2 separate regions of the Lactuca sativa genome follow, and region 2 is linked to region 1. A link is a contact called in public Hi-C data. All regions are on one chromosome and are shown on one strand. The core of a region is the stretch at or near the end of the contact, and the rest is flanking DNA. Distances in the headings are between cores, read along the strand shown.

What was found. Hi-C and Micro-C count contacts between places; a contact is called where the count stands out from the background.
Region 2: a contact with region 1 is called in a Hi-C map of leaf, with 6 times the contacts expected there. The contact joins the promoter of LOC111911887 here to the promoter of LOC111913787 in region 1. A contact is called at or near these places in 2 of 4 Hi-C or Micro-C datasets (bud and leaf).

The regions. Positions count from the first base shown.
Region 1 is chr2:95,104,499-95,110,402 of Lsat_Salinas_v11, reverse strand. LOC111913787 (kinesin-like protein KIN-12E) reads right to left here and starts at 2,317. Exons shown (of 20, transcript XM_023909499.3): 1 at 2,000-2,317; 2 at 1,617-1,772; 3 at 1,284-1,367; 4 at 596-715; 5 at 1-86. The coding sequence starts at 2,260.
Region 2 is chr2:95,327,244-95,333,147 of Lsat_Salinas_v11, reverse strand. LOC111911887 (transcription factor GAMYB) reads right to left here and starts at 3,252. Exons shown (of 4, transcript XM_023907634.3): 1 at 2,522-3,252; 2 at 1,372-1,713; 3 at 1-14. The coding sequence starts at 1,713.

The DNA.
Region 1 (5,904 bases), core at 1,068-3,567:
AGGTCAAGGATTTGCTCATTGTATATCTCCAAAAACGAGCATTTGCAAGTGTATTGTATTTTTTCTTCCCTCCGAGCCTCTTTTTCCTGCAAAACCTCGGTTGGACACACACATCAGTATCACATTAGATTGTGAACAAGATCTTTTATAAGAATCTCTACCATGACAACAGAATAACTTGTACAATTATTTAGGAAAAAAAAAACAAACAAACAAACTTATTGTACAATTTATGTACATGCCAAAATTCTCATCATAGAGAGAGGCAAAAGGAACTCAAGGAAAATTTTTAGATGAGTTTATATAGCATCCTACTTTTACTGCTTCCTATTACACCATTGTACTTTTATTAATCTACCCAATTATAGCAATGTTATACAAATACAAAGCCATTTTCACTGCAATAATTATTGGGAGTATAATGTCATGTTAGAAAAAATAAATAAATAACTGTTATATTTTGGTAGATTTTTTAAAGTACAATGTGTTAGTATAAAAAAAAGAGTGAAATACAATGTTGCAACAGAAAAAAAAAAAAAAAATGAAAGTAGGCAAACATATAAATGACAGTATGTTGTTATTTCTTGCATCTTACCTTTTGTATCCGCGTAAACAGATACTCAAAGACCCTAGGTGTCATCCCAGAATTGACACTATGTCTTCGAGAGCCTCCATCGATATCCCCAAGCATAGTGTGGGTCTTTCCACTACCAGTCTAAAGTTAAACAGTTACAATAATGTTACAAAAAAGTAAGTTTCCCCACCTAGAATTTTGCAAGAAGAACAAAAAATAATAAAAGCAAATTTTAGGAAACACCAACATAATCTCTACCCATAATAACAATGCAGTTACATTTCTTTCCTGAAAATAAAAACACCTACCCCAAAACTTGTAAAGTGCTTACAAGTTCATTTTCCATTTTCTATTACAAAAAGATAAGTATGTTACCAGTTTGGATAAGGAACTGCAGAGTGTTGTTATTGTGTGTAAATTAATGCAAGTAACTTGCTATTCTATTCTATATATAAAGCAGATTTCACATGTTTAGGTTACATATTGGGATTATCGGTGAAAAGTACATCTTTATTATGAGTGAAGAACCAAAGTATGTTGCTACTATGGATAAAAAATAACATTCACGGTATATTAGTAAGAAGAGTAAAGTATGTTGCTAGTTCCTGCAATTTGTCCATAATAAACTGTAATCTATATTAATATTCAATCAATCAATCAACTATAAGCAGAAATGTAGAAAATAGAACAAAAAAATTGGCAGACTCACTTGGCCATAAGCAAACATGCAGCTATTGTAGCCTCCCATGCAGTTTTCCACCATTGGTACTCCAGCAACTTTGAACATCATTTCCTACAATATTATTGGTTCATGAAAGAAACACACAAATGAAACACATCTGGCTATCATGTTCTTCAGCAGCATGTAATGCTTTGAAAGATCTACCCAATTATAGGAACATCCTCAAATACAAACCAATTTTAACTTATAATGTCCTAATAAATATAAACTTTAAGTAGTACAACGTTCTTGAATTGTACAATGCTGTGTAGAAAGAAAATTAAAAGTAGGATGTTATAATCCACAAATAAACAGAAGTACCTGGCTAACATGTTCATCAGCAACATGGTCAAAGGTAAAGCGTGCTTCTGGGGGACCAGTCCATGTAATAGTTTGACTACTTCCCTGTTTGACACATCTACTTGGTCCCTGGACAGCAATCTCAGAATCGCTAAGAGGACGTACTCTTATGATAACCTGCATTCAGTAACATTTCAGGAATAATTTTTTTAAATTTTGTCTTAGAAATTTTAAATTTCAGGAAGCTAAGAACCAATTGATCGTCAACATAGTTTATCAGAATAAAAATAAAATAGCTTGGAATGAAACCATGAGAAGAATCTATAAGTTATAAAACTTTGGCTAGCCTCGTCATTATGTTGAACTAATTTGTCAAATAGAAACCCTAAATCAGTGAGTAGTACCTGCACATTATGGTCTTTCCAGAAGGCTGGATCTTCTCGGAACTCAAAACTATCGTTCAGATTGACCGCAATAGATGAATAATCGCCCCTATCTCTGAAAATGGAAACGGCAGATGAATTCAAAGGCGTCTCTTTCATTACTGACTTGAGAAGATCTGGCGTGCCCCTGATCGGTGGCTGCATCGATTCCGATGGACGGCAATGTTCTTGGTAACCAAATCTAGTCTTGAAGTCGCTCGAAGTCTCAGAAATGTGTGGCATTGAGCTGATGAGAGAGAGAGAGAGAGAGAGAGAGAGAGAGAGAGAGAGAGAGAGAGAGAGAGATTTGGGTTTGGATTCAAATGGAGTGGGAGTGTGGAACGTTCGGGGGTTTCAACCTTTCAATATTTGAAAATTTTGAAATGCGGAGGCCGCGTCTGGTTTGAATTATTCGAGTCTAAAAACTAAAAAGTACATGTTTAGTCCCTCAACTCTTAACTTTAATCAATATTTTTCTTTTTTCCCAATTTTTCTATGTCGGTATGGTAATGCATAAATAGACGTAATTAAAGGTGTTTTAGGGGGTGTTTGGATAGGGAAAAAAATGGTGTTTAGTGTTTATTGTTTATTGTTTATTGTTTATTCCTATCATGATAAGTTAAGTTTAAGTGTTTTGATATAGATCCTTAAAAATCACTTCATTATGGTAGAGATAAACTAAATAAGTTTATTTTAATAAGCATCTCCCTCTTTGTTTATTTCTTATTCTCACGACAAATAATCTAATAAGCAATAAGATAATAATAATAATTTAATTTATCCAAACACCCCCTTAATGTGTAACAATTGGTTCCTCGTATGTATTTAAACTTCTAAATTATTTAATTTTGTAGAGCAACTCGACGAGTTGGTAGCCCCAACTCGTCGTGTTGAAATGTTATGGACCGCGTGTTTTAAGTAACCAACTCGACGAGTTAGGAGGCCTCAACTCAACAAGTTGTCTGGAAGAAATGAAACCCTAATTTCGGGGTTTTGCACCCTATTTAAACAACTTAAGCCCTATAAGTTGGCCTCATTTCCAGCCTTCACTATCCTAAACCCTAACCTCGAAACCCTAAGGCATCTTTGAGTGATTGTGAGCCATTTTTTTATGTGTTGTGTGTGTTTGAAGTCATTAGAAGAAATGGGAGCTTGGAGATACAAGAAGGAGCTGCTAGATCCAGAATCCTTGCTTCATTTTCAACATCTTTCTGGTAAAAAGTCTCAACCTTGCTTTGTGGTTACTTAGATCTTCATCTTAGTGTTCTTTTGCTTGTTTTTGTCCAAATGAAGTGGTCATTGGGAGTTGGATGTCCCATATGGACAGACCCTTTCAGATCCAAGGTCTTAAGGAGCTTTCATAGCATAAAGGTGCCAACTTTATGGCCCTAAGAGCTCTATGCACCTTCTAAGCCCTTGTTTTGGCCTCTTAAGCTTCATTTGGCCATGCATGACCTTACGTGACCTTTTAGCCTTTACGTGACCTTTTAGCCTTTAAGGTCCATATTTGTGTTCATAAGTTGTATCTTGAAGATATGGTGGTTTTTTGGATTAAGGCTTAAGTTGTTTAGGATTAGGGTTTGAGCTTAATGCCTTTGGGGTGGTTCTTCATGGGTAAAGTTGGAAACTTTACCCTTCTAGACGCATTATCAGTCTAGATCTGGAAGATAGGGCTTCGGTTTGAAGAATAGTGGCTTAATGCTTTAAGCGGGTTGGCTGATCGAAGAACTCGACAAGTTCTTAAGGGAACTCGGCAATTTAGGTTGGGTTGTCCCAGTTATGTTGAAAAAGGAGGAACTCGGCGAGTTAAAGGGAAACTCGAAGAGTTGGATCGAAATATCACGATGTTGTGCTTGATGGAAACTCAACGAGTTATGGGATAACTCGACGAGTTGAGTCAACTCAGAGCGTTGACTTCAACTTCGACTTTGACTTTGACTTTGGTCAAGTTTGACCTTTTATAGTTTTTGAAGTATGGATCGGTATCTAAGGAATTGTTTATGTTTAGGGGTTGAGTAGAGTTGTTTCCGAGGACGGGGATTTATCTAGTTATATTTCAGCATTCGAGGTGAGTTTCCTTACCGGGTTTAGTGGATCGAAGGCACCAAGCCCGGCCCATGTTTACATTATGTTGTTAGTATGCTGTGACAACCTAAAATTCTTCCCGTCATTGTAACCCGTTCCGTCAATAAAATTCGTCGTTTTCGAATTGTTTCCGTTTCGTTATTAAATTAATTCATTAAATTTGAGTCGTTTATTATGAATTAATGGGTGTTCAAACACGATAATAACTCAAGAAAATATTCCAAATTAACAATTAGAAAAATTTTAGTTTCGACCATATCGGGTTACGGCAACTTTATCGGGTGCGACCAAAAGCATCGTATAACGTCAGTATCGGGTAGAATTCCACCGTGTCCAAAACTTGAACCATATATAAAGCTCAATTGACTTCATTTTGAAGCTTTTGCACCCTCTCTCACTACTCTCTATCTACAATCTTATTCTTGGTCCAAAATCATCCAATTCAAGCTCCAAATCATCAAGGTAATCATCCTAACTCATTGTATAACCTCTTCAACCTTCAAATCCGTGTTCAAACTATGTATTGGGACCATAAACATGTGTTTACGGCCCTGGAACATTCATGGGCCGTGAACACATATAAAATGGGTTTTGGAGCCTAAAAACCCTCTTAAACCACTCATGGAGCTTAGAAATGACATAAGGACTTAATCGAATGGACTTGGAACACCTTGAACTCATCATTTAGGGGGTAAATGAGAGTTTACGGACCAAGAACATGCTTGGACCGTAAACACCAATTCATGGGCAGTAAACTCATTTTAAAGTGTTAAGATGTCACTTAAACACCTCTTAAGCCTTGGAATAAAGTCTAGAAGCAACCACAAACGAGTTAGGGGCCTTAAACTTGATAAAAACCACTCCTATAAGAGCTTACAACCGTAAACCCCCCAAGGATAGTTCCTGGGCCGTAAACTCATATACCTTAGTCAAATGATGCCCTAAATTCATTCTATGGCTTGTGAAATGACTTAGAATCACATATGATTAATCTAGGGCCACCAAATCATGAAAATAAAGGGTACTTAGGAGCTTACAGCCGTAAACTCCTAGTTCACAGCCGTAAAATCCATTTGATGGTCCCTTTGGTTGTTTAATCCATTTCTATGCCTTAGATTTGATCCTAGCTAATTTTCCCAAGTGATATAAGGCCATTTAGCAACCTAGAACCCCCATCCATGAGTTTATGACCATAAACTCATGGGGACATGGTCTTAGGGCCGTAATCTCTCCAATGGGTTTACTCTTGAAGTGCAAACTCCATATTTATGCTCTACACGTCCGTAGATGCCACCCGGGTCACTCCAAACACTTGATTTGAAGTGTTTTCGCGTCTTGGAGTGTATAATCACATCTAATTAGTGATTCAAGGTCTAATTAGATATAAATGTGTATCTTTTCATATTACATAGGAACCTCGCGTGTAATCAAGCCTCGAATTGACGCTTAGCATCCTAGACGACACGTTCCTCGACTGGTGAGTTCATACCCCTACGCCTTTTTTCAGTGTTTTTCAATGTTTTCAGGGGGGGGGGGGAATACAAGCAAGCTATAAATGTTTTCGAAACTTAAAATTGATGTAATTCTATAAATATCTGGCAAACTTTTAGATATCTTTACCCCTTATGTATTATGCGGAGCATAAGGGATGTTTTATCGAATATAACCACATGGATTTCAGTAAAGGAAACAATCAAACTAATCAAATTATTATGGGAATAATTTGGGATCTTCAGCTCTCGTTTTGTGAATTCGGATTTCATGCAATGTTAATAGATAAACTATGTCTGATTCAGTTTATC
Region 2 (5,904 bases), core at 2,003-4,502, 220 kb before region 1:
GTACGTCCGGGTAACTGATAACAAAAACCAATCACCATTTTATTTTATTACACTATAAATAAACTTACATAATTTCAGTTCAACTACAAATATACACACACAACTTTTGCATTTCGCATGTCCGTCTAATTAGCAAGAAATAGCAACATACTTTCATTTAAATGTTCAGCAACTACTTAAGTCTTTATCACCATAATTAGCTTTAAACATGCCCAAATACTAGCTTCTTCTTAATCTTCTCCTTATTCTTATACAACACAAACTTCATCCACTAACAGGACTCAAGTTTTTCCTCATAAAGTTTCTATCAATCTACAACCAACTTCTTCAAGGTTTTAGAAACTCATTTGCTCCTACTACTTCACTAATTGCCTACAGGAACTGTTGTCAAAATAAATTATTTCTTTCTGTAGGAAGTGCTTAATGAACAAATGTTTTATAAAAATACTTCTATACTTTCTTTATATAAATAATGATAAGTGATCTTAAATATTTGATAGAACTAATTATGAATGTTTCAAATAATTAAATACAACATATTTGACATATGTAAAAAAAACTAAAACATGTAACAATTTGACTCATCGATTTCTATGTTTCCAAGTTCAAGGTCATACACATGTATGCATATAAATTTACACATTATCACATACTTGGGGAATTGGATGGGACAAATAAATGAGGGAAAATTTGTAAAAGATTAGGACTTAATGGGGAGACTCTCATTTCCCTGACTTTCTCTATTAAGTAAAAAAGAAACGTTAATATGTATGTATAGCTTCCTCCTCATTAAGTTTATTAAGTCAAAAAGAAACACACCTTAGATACCCTACTTTCAAGCATTCCTATCTTAGCAAGAAGCATAGAAGAAAGTTCTAACTATGCATAATCAGTTTTCCATTAACCTTGATTTATCATATAGCAAGACCAACTCAAGGGGAATACTTGAAATTATGCACAGACATATATAATCATTCAGCTCATGGAACAGGTCAGAATGTGTATGGTGGAAAGAAATAAAACTAAAACAGAACATCAAACATGAGAGTTACTATTGCCAAACTTATTTCTCAGATTTTCTTAGAATCTTTTTCTCAAGTGCTGAAGACATATGCTTAGTAGGATGTCTTTGTATGTATATAATATGCTATTAAATGTGTGTATGTATGCATGTCTACTTACAAATGTGGACTTATTGTGAAGAACAATCAAAAGAAAGCAAGGAATAATAAGTTTGGACATGCAAACACACATATAATATCAATTTACATTCACAAAAGAATATCAATGCATGCAAGTTGCTTGGATATAGCAGCTAAGGAAGGACTGGAATTAAAAAAAGAAAAAACTGCAAATGTAATTGGGAAGCACCTCAATAGCCATGCGTGCCCATTTGTTCCCCATTTTAGCATGGAGTTCAATGATCCGGCGTTCCTCCTCTGGTGTAAAGGCACCTTTTTTGAGATCAGGTCTTAAGTGATTTGCCCACCTTAAACGACAGCTTTTACCACAACGAGAAAGCCCAGAGTGCTTCTGAACAGCATTCCAATTCCCCTCTCCGTTTTTGTTCACATAATCCACCAAAATTGCATCTTCAGCAGATGTCCATGGACCTTTCTTCAGTGTCCCATTTCCTATCATGTTTCTTTCACTGCTGGCTTCATCATTCGGTGAATTTATTCTCTCCTCGCTTTCACTTGTCATGTTGCTCATCTTCATAACACACACATGACAAACAAACATATAGCTATCTATCAGCAGAGTGGAACAAATCTTTCCAAATACTAACAAACTTTTAAGAGGTGTCATTTTAGAACTAAAACTTCTTCTGCACCTTCAAGTTATAATAATCACTTTTCATGGAAAATCTTCATTAGTAACAAAGTAGTAAGATAAAATAAGGGTATATAAGTAGTTTTTCTCTACCCTTTGATTTGATGATTAATTTTGTTGCTGCTACCTGCTAACTAGTATGAAACTAGAAACTCATCATTGTCGCTTGAAGTTAAATAAGCACTTTCAAAAAGCCCATCCAAACAGCCTCTAATACTAAGGAACTATTGTAATAGAATATGAATTCATCATGTCAGGATTGAATACTCAACAGATTTCTTTAAAACAATATCTAAAACCCACAATTGCCTCTGAAAACTGAATAAAAATTGGCAAGAAATAATCCAGCATCAAGTAAGAAATGGACCTATCACCTATCATGTAGAGGCTCTTCACCTCACCCCAAATCCCACAAAAAACAGTAGCACATAGATTCATTTTTCTAACATCAAAAATCACTTCCAATTTACCATATAAAGCAATTAAACTACTCTATCAAACCCACATGAATAATATTTATTAATAACTTTGCTTAGTCTCCATTAATACGCTTCCTGATATTTAATATCATAATAAATAAAAGACCGGAAGAATCGAGCTTACTATAAGTGAATAAACTCACTCGCACAGTTTTACATCCATAAGAAGAAAAAAAAATCTGAAATTGGAAGGCAAGCGAGGGTTTTACCTTAACGAAGAACGCTAGATTGCTGAAGAAATATCAATTCCTCGTCATTGGACAAACAATAAATGGTGGACACACTGATAGAAACTGTAAATTGAATTCAATCTAATAAGCAAAAAAAGAAACACAACTAACAGCTAAAGCCACAAACTTCGCTGGAATTACGATGAATTCAATATCAAACTAAAATCCTCAATTCCAACACTTGATTGCTGAATTCAAATCTGGTAGTAGCTAAAATACCGTAAAAAGAATCTATATATCCCCTAATAATAGACCCATATGCAGATCTAGTTGAAATCAAAAGCAAACGGAATGGGACAATCGAAAATCAAAAAGAAAAAAAAAGAAAAAATAATAAGAAGAAGCAGAACAAGAGGAACACCAATGTCAAAGTGAATGGTTTGAGGAAAGGGATACAGGATTAATTCGTTTCTCAGACCCTAGCCGTGATCAGTAAAGAAAAAGACCGAGGATCCAATCATAGAATTTTTCAAGGATTACACTTATACATACACATATATACAGATTTCATCAACATTTGGGATTCAAAATAAAAAAAATGAGAGAGAGAGAGAGAGAGAGAGAGAGAGAGAGAGAGAGAGAGAGAGAGAGAGAGGCGTAAAGGGCTATGAGAAGAAGCAATGTTGGAATGAAGAGAGAGAGAGAGAGGAGAGAGAGAGAGAGATGGCAAATAAAGAGGAAAAATAGGAGATAGATGAGGATGGAGTACCAGCTTCGCCTACTCCCTCAGGTTACTTTTAGAGTTTTAAACCTCCTTTTATTACTACTTTCTTTATTAATGCTTTACTTTACATGTGTCACATCTTTGGTCCCTCAACTATTATACTTCGTCTTTTTTGCTTTCAAGTTCTAGTAGATTAACGCCATCTAAATAGGCTTAGTTAATATAACCATATATAAAGAAAACAATATAGATCTCATATATATATATATATATATATATATATATATATATATATATATATATATATATATATATATATATATATATATATATATATATATATATATATATATATATATATATATATATATATATATATATATATAGGAAAAGTGAATATACCCTTAAGGGTATATAAGCTTAGGTACCCAAAGACACTATAATATGTCGTTTAGTTTCATATATTCATTATAATGTTCTTAAATTTCAACCCCTAACTTGATCTACTTTCAAGATTTTCGAAATTTCACTATTATCTTTCTTTTATATCACATCTTTTTGCCGAACACCTGTTAGACTATATATATTGTAGTTGAAAATGAAAACTATGTAAGAGAAAGATACTTGTGTAATTTACAAAAATAATGAAAGTAAATCAAGTTAGAAGTTAACTTATAAGAACATTAGACAAATAGAATGTATTATATGATACAAAACGACATAGCATGATGAGTTTGAGTACCTAAGCTTATATATATATATATATATATATATATATATATATATATATATATATATATATATATATATATATATAATTAAAAGGATATTATTGTTTTAATAATAACTTTTGTAACCATAATCTAATATATTATTTATATATGAAATTAAAATTAACAAAAATATATATAAACCGATCAAACCAATATAAATATCAATATTATCTTGTCTATTTTAACTTTTTAATTTTTATTCGTGGAGTCTTATTATTATAAATAATAAGACTGAACCAAAAGAATAAAATTATCCTTATAATTTGAGATTTTTTATAGACCCGATTTTTTTTTGAAAAGTTATATATATATATATATATATATATATATATATATATATATATATATATATATATATATATATATATATATATATATATATATATATATATATATATATATAACAAAATAACTTTATATTAGTTATCATCATACAACGAGTAAAAACGGGCAACAAGTTGCGCAGCTAAGCTTTTTTGTATGGTAAAACTAGTTGTTTTGAAGAATACATCCATAGATTTAAGAGATATAACATTTTTATGCATGATTCGTTGTACTCTATTAAGAAACTTCGTCGTATCCGACGCGAGGAAACCAAACGTATCAAATGCAAATGGTATGAACATGTGTTGATTTTTCATGTATGATTTCTTATGTTTGGTGACTTTGTCTGTAACAGCTTTTAAAATAGCATGTCCCGCTACAAAAAGATTGTGCCTAAATTTTAATATTGTAATTACCAAAGTATATAAAAACTTAAAACACCTCAAAATTCCATATAATAATTTCAAAATTTACATACGAAAATATTGGATATAAATCCAACTTTAAACAAATTCAAAAAGTTTTGCTTGTAATTTACAAGAACACATTAACATTATAAGCCTTGTAGACGTAAAATAATGTTTTTACTAATTAGCATTGGCCATCCCTTGTTTTACTTGGTAAAATAGTCTCTATTTTGGTGTGACTCGTTCTTCCGTTTATATTTCATATTGGTCACACACATATCATTAAATTACTAACGTGACCCCTACAAAATATCACCAAACATTTAATTTGTTGTAGTTTGGATTTCTTGTATTGCATATGCCTTGTTAAAGCATTTACCGAGTATTCCCAATCGGTGGTGTACTCCTTTTGGTGGAGCAAAAAGCCTTTACAAGTCTTCACGTTTTGTTTGGTTCCTACTACTCGCACTCGTGCAACCTATCAAATATCCAAATGCTTCGAGCTTAATCATCTAGTTCACAAATTGTTATAAAAAAATAAAACATATGAAAATCTGGATGTCCTATTTTAGTTGCATACGAGAACGAAAGATTTAAAGATTTATGCCCTTGTATTTTTATTAATAAAACCGCAAAGCTCCGTGTGGTTTGCAAAAAACTATGAATAAGATCCAAAAAATTTCCGACTTGTATGAATAATCCAAAATCAAGAAGTTTCTATATCTTTTGTTTGTTTTTATTTTGGATTTTTTTTCATATTTCCTTTAATAAGTTATTATTATTATTGAAACGGCAAATCTATCTTACTCCTAAACTACACCTTAAATACACCTATGTCCATAACGAGACTTGAACCGTCAACCTCAAGGAGGGAGGGCAATACCAGATACCGCTGAGCTAGAAGCCCTTTGGTTAATAAGTTATTAATTAAAAAAATAAAAATAAAAGAACTTGGCCCACCCCACCCCACAAGTTCTCCTCTCTCTCTCTCTCTCTCTCTCTCTCTCTCTCTCTCCCACACACACACACTTAGGCCCCGTTTGATACACATTTTTTCAGGTCCAAACAGATCTTTCTGGCTGAATGGACTGGAAAGACTGTTTGATTTGCACAAAAGAAGGGGTCTTTCCCGGTAATATATGTCTTTCCCAGAAACCCCCAAAATCATATCTTTCTGGCTGAATGGGCTGGAAA